Regions from separate parts of the Cricetulus griseus genome. Here region 2 is linked to region 1. Evidence: chromatin contacts called from public Hi-C data. All regions are on one chromosome and are shown on one strand. Each heading gives the region's core, a stretch centred on a gene start, on an enhancer-like site or on the middle of the called end of the contact. The rest is flanking DNA. Distances are from core to core; before and after follow the strand shown. Region 1 has its middle 100 kb from the start of Rfc3. Region 2 has its middle 6.6 kb from the start of Rfc3.

Evidence for each region. A called contact is a pair of places that touch in the nucleus more often than the background predicts.
Region 2: a Hi-C map of fibroblasts shows a contact between it and region 1, with 5 times the contacts expected there. The contact joins two enhancer-like sites. A contact is called at or near these places in 3 of 8 Hi-C or Micro-C datasets (the CHK-Q cell line, the CHO-K1 cell line and fibroblasts).

What each region holds. Positions count from the first base shown.
Region 1 is chr4:87,130,219-87,132,943 of CriGri-PICRH-1.0, forward strand. No RefSeq gene overlaps it. Among named protein-coding and RNA genes, the nearest start is that of Rfc3, 100 kb to the right of the region's middle. Within about 2 kb of position 1,398, at least 4 of the 6 cell types and tissues checked have open chromatin away from gene starts, as enhancers often do. A contact at or near this core is called in the CHO-K1 cell line and fibroblasts, where this site is marked.
Region 2 is chr4:87,228,190-87,230,889 of CriGri-PICRH-1.0, forward strand. No RefSeq gene overlaps it. Among named protein-coding and RNA genes, the nearest start is that of Rfc3, 6.6 kb to the right of the region's middle. Within about 2 kb of position 1,437, at least 2 of the 6 cell types and tissues checked have open chromatin away from gene starts, as enhancers often do. A contact at or near this core is called in the CHO-K1 cell line and fibroblasts, where this site is marked.

The sequences.
Region 1 (2,725 bases), core at 148-2,647:
GGTTCAAACAGGAAAAAAATCCCAATACAGAGAAGGGGTTAGAGAACACAAGTCCCACCCCTAACCAATAGATATTTACAGTAGGTAGCTGACAGGAAAGGCGAAATCAATTTTCTCCAGTGGAGTGTCACGGGGTATGTCAACCATACTCTAGGACAGTCTCCATGTACAGAAGCGGGTGGCCAACACAAAATTCTGTGTGTATGTGTGTGTGTGTGTGCATGTACATGCGCGTTGCTTTATTATTTTTGTGTTTGTTTTGACTTTGTAGAGGGGCTGGGGATGAAGGCGGCAAAGAGGTGGGGTTGGAAATACGAGCAAAATAAAGTGCATTTTTTAAAAAAGTAAAGAACGTTGTTTTTACTAAGCCACTGAGAGCATGGATCTCTGAAATTCCTAAACGTTGTTTACCAAAGGCTGAAAACAGATTTATGAGAAAACCGGGCGCTTTGGGGAACTGTCCCTTAGCCTGAGATAAAAGGTGGACACTGAGTCACGCGGCTTTTACTTTCCGCATTATCCTCAAGATACATCCAAAACCAAAACAAAAGCCCAGGCACTCTGGTGAAGTTGTCACCGGACGGACACTGCCGACGTGGGGAAGGGGCGGGGCTGGCCTTTGGCGGCTTTTCCTTAACCAACTGTTGTGTGCAAAGCCACGCCACCGACACCCTGGCGAAAACAGAAAGTAAAACCCGAATCGTGCTTTCAAGGGCCGAGACAAGTGCTTCTCCGGGGCCTTGGACGACGCCCGCGGCTGCCAGGAGGCGCCTATGCGAGTGGGAGATGAGACGGGGGCGACAGGCCCGCGGCTGGCACGGGAGGAACTCAGCACGGGGCCGCCTCGTACACCGCTAACTTTGCAGAGGTTTCCAGAAGCGGAACTTACAGCCAGAAATCAACCCCCATGGGTGGGAAGCAGCAAAACAAACCAACAAAAACCTACTCCGACACCACTTCCATTTCCGCCCGACGGGGCGAGTCAGCGATCAAAGATGGAGAAACAACCACGGGCCTTCCGCACCAACGCCCTTCTAGTGCGCAAGCGCGGCGGACGCCCCGCCCCTCGCGCTCCCGCCAAGAGACGCGGCGCGCGCGTCGGAAGTCCGAGCTTGCGAGGGTGCACCGCCTTGCTCTTCCGCGCCGAGGCCTGGCGCTGGCAGTCCGGTTCCGGTTTAGCCCCGCCCTCGCGCGGGAACATGCCAGAAGGCTTAATATCCGGGACGGGAATGCGCACTTCCGGTGGCGCCTCTTCCCATCTCCCTTGAGGCCCAGGCTCTGGCTCTCGGTGCGGCAGCGCCATCTGGCGTCGCGTGTTCCTCCTGCGGCGGAGGGGCTCGCTTCCTCCCCTCCGAACCTTCCAGAGACGCCGCGGCCCCGGGTAGGCTTTACGCACTCCGCCAGAAGGGCGGGACCTCAGACTCCGCCCCTGACGAGTTCCCGCGCGGGAAGGGTTTTGCGGTTACTCCGAACGGAAACAGTTGGAGTCCCGATGTGGAACGGTCCTCAGGCGGCAGGAAGTCGGCTTTTTCCCGTGATTTCAAGCCCCAGGAACACAGTTCCCGTTTCCTTTTGTTCTGCTCTCTGGTTCCTCATTTCCGGGCCGCAGCCTGTGTTCTTCGGTTCACTCTGAGTGGACCGAGGTCCTCCATTTTTCGTTTTACAGAGATGACTCTATTTCGTACCTTCATTAGCCTGTGCTGTAAAAAGCTTTTGCTTCCTTCCAAGTGGGTGTTGCGAAAACGAGCAACATTGGGGATTGAAAATTAGAAAAATTAATAGATGTTTTAAAACAAGACAGTCTCACCAGGTTTAGCTCAGAAATGTGGAGTATACACTATATTTGCATGGCTTATCTCCTTTAAATAAAATTCCCCTGAAAGGGGAAAACTAAACTCAAAGGCTTCACTTATAATAATTTAAAAATAAAGGGACCAGACCCTCACTCAGCTGCCTGCTTTAGCAGCCATGACAGGCTACAGAAAAGACAAGTAGGCCTCTGACACAAGGAAACTCTAGATCCTTTGGCCTCCTGGAGCCTAGGGCCAAAACTAAACACGAAGAAACTCCAGACCCTCCTCCCCGCTCCCCCAACCTCGTAGGTACTTGGTTCCTGGGAACTGTTTGGCCACAAAAGAAACTCCAGGGGAGACCGATACCTCCCCTATAGTGTCCAGGATACAGTTCTGAAAACTATTAGTATCTATGAACAACAGGCCACCTGAAAGTAACAAGACAAAGCCATAGAAACCACAGAATGTTCCCTCTCCGCACTGACCAATGAGAATACCTGGTACACAGGTATTTCATGCCAAAATATGACTTTGAGAAATTTCTTGATTGTTCCCCAAATGTCAACCAATCAGAAATCAACCCATCACTCCTGATGGAATCCTGTTACTTTTGTCTTTAAAACCTAGCAATAGACAGAGAACTTCACCCCCTCTGGAGGCTGCTATGTTAGCTTGCTAGACAGGGTCCCTCCCGAGGTGTAGGATAAACAATTTAATAAACCTGATGCATTTGCATCGGTGGTCTGTCACCCTGGTCTCCTTGGGGGATCCTTGTGACTTGGGCACAACACCCCAAAGTTAGAAAATCAACATGCCATTTCTCTTTAAGAATTCATGTTTGAAAAATCCAGATTTTTTTAGACCTGAAGCATTCTTAGCTATTGTTTTCAATACTGTATATGAAGACACACAGTGCAAATCAGTGAAATGTC
Region 2 (2,700 bases), core at 187-2,686, 98 kb after region 1:
CAAAACTTCCTTTTCTATAAAGTGTCAGAGCTAGTGTAAGGCACAAGGAAGAGAATGCATGGCAAAACAGACTGATGTGGAGCCGTGAGAACGTGGGGACTCGAAAAGCCATAGGGTGCAGGTTTATTGGGAGAGGCTTGCCTAATGCATGCACGTGAAGCTGAGTCCAGTGCCCAGCACCGTCAAGAGAAAGAATTAGAAGGAACAAAATAAAAGGAAGTCATGTTTGCTAGACACTCTGTTATCATTTTACACAGACCCTTCACCCTGTATTGAAACCGAGGTCTGACTAGCCCCAGAAATCCAAAGTAAATTAAATAAATGCACCTTAAGTTCAGTAGCCAACAAACAATGAAACTGAAAATAATGTCAGGTGTGTAAACTACAACCCGAAACCTGAGCCCAGATCAATCCTACCTTTAAGTTATTTCTCATTCATATTGTCACAGAGATGAAAAGGAACTAATACAGTAGCCATTTGGCCAGAGAACCCTAGAGTGTGACTGGGAAAAAAATCACAGGAGTTCCACATGTTTCAGGAGGCTGTGCTCTGTTATGGAAAGAGGAGGGTAAAGACAGGCCTCATTTGAAATCTTATGTACTGCAACCCTCTGTTTCCCTTGGATAGAGACAAGTGTCCACCCTTCCTGATGATCTAGATTTGGTTTGTTAGGGAATCAGTGAATATTTGCTGATAAACGAATTTGGATGGAAGGCAACCGTCTTCTGGAAGCTTTCTTATTCTTAATCACGTGTCTAATTAAATAAATAGCCCTGACATCACCCCCCACTAACCATCCATGCAGCATGACAGCTCACATTGTAGAAATAGTCTTAGGAAACCATTTAAATTTGTCAGCAAGCTGAACTCAGTAATTAAACACACACACACACACACACACACACACACACACACACACACACACACACAAATATAGGCATTTCAAAAGAAAATCTGTGAGAATTAACTCATTGTTAATTTTCTGTCAGTGTTGTGAAGTGGCCCTTACCAGGTCACCTCAAAGAGATATGGGCTGTGGCCATATTCTGTTGGCAGCTAGATTGCACCCAAAGACAGCTTTCGATGGGTCTACAAAGATGTGTGAGTCTGGCTATCACTTCTAGTTTTTAATTAACACGTCTTTCAGTTTAAGTGAAAACACAATAGCAGGAAATTCTGAAAAATGGAAGATATTAACTGAAAATGCTGAGAAGTCCAGAGGACAGAACTTGGGGAAAGGAGCGGGGTGAAAAAAGCCATGGCATTCTGATTCATCTTTCACTGTATCATTCAGTGGCTATAATTTGACCACCCATATCGTGAAGCATCCACAAGGGGCTGTTACAGAAGATGGTTGTGGAAACAGTGATGTCATCGGCCCACTCGCCTTTATAATTTAAGATTGTTCCCAAAAGTGTATTATTCAAAGTCCGGTCCAGGAAAATTTCTTGTGACTCAGTCTGAGGAATTATTATGACATTCCCTGGGAAGCTCTTTGAACAATAATAGCCTTTGCTACCAAGAATGTTGCTTTGAAGGTCAGCCAGATTTTCTCATTGTTCATCCTGAATACATGAGTTTGGCTCTATTTTTCTTGACCACCACCAAACAAGTGCTGTCATTCAATTGATGTGGAAAACATTTTGAAGTTAACAAGAGTCTGATGTCTGAATCCCAAAGAAATATTGGTGGGAAAAAAGATCTACATGTGTGGATAGATGAATAGATGATGTTCGTCCTTTACCCTGTCTCTGACCTCTCAATTTGCTTGATAAAGATCTTTGATAGAGACGGGGGAAGGGTATAGGAAGAAAGGACACCTCCGTGTTGACTCACCATTCTTTAGCATTGACTGTAGTGAGATTGTTTTGAGTCACCAGGAAAGTAGTAGCTTGCTGGGGTTGTTGTCAGCAAGTACCATGAACTAGTTGGCTCTAGCAACAGCAGTTGTTATTTCATAGTCATGGATGGCAGAAACCTAAGCATCTAGACCAGTGTGTCAGGCAGGTGGCTGCTTTCTGAAGGCTGGGAGAGTCCTTTGCCATACTCTTCATTGGCTTCCAGTGGTTAGCTGGCCGTCTTGGGGAATTCTTGGGCTGACAGATATATCACTTCTATCTTAGGGTTACTGTCACTGTAAAGAAACATCATGACCAAAAGAACTTGGAGAGAAAAGGGTTTGTTTGGCTTACACTTCCACATTATCTATTATTGAAGGAAGTCAGGGAAGGAACCTGGAGTCAGGAGCTGATGCAGAGGCCATGGAGGGATGCTGCTTACTGGAGTGCACCTCATGGATTGTTCAGCCTGCTTTCTTATAGAACCCAGGACCACCAGCCCAGGGATGGCACCACCCACAATGGATTGTACCCTTCCTATTAATCACTAATTTTAAAAATGCCTTTCTATTTAGACCTAAGCCTCAAGTGTATAACTTGAAGATGACTTGAGGGGAGGAGGCATTACTAACTTCTTGCTCCTCTTCCCAGTTGTGGCCATATAAACCTCTCTCTGCTTTTACTATTATTTTTCCCTATAATTGGCCTATTGAGAACAGGTTGCCAAGCCTTATCTTAGGGCTTCCAAGGCCCAAGTTCTGACCCCAACAACACTGGTGACAACCTTGGCTACTTCATGTTCTAGAAGCAAAATCAAAGTCAAAGTTAGTGATAGCAACATATCTATGCTCTTTCTGTTTC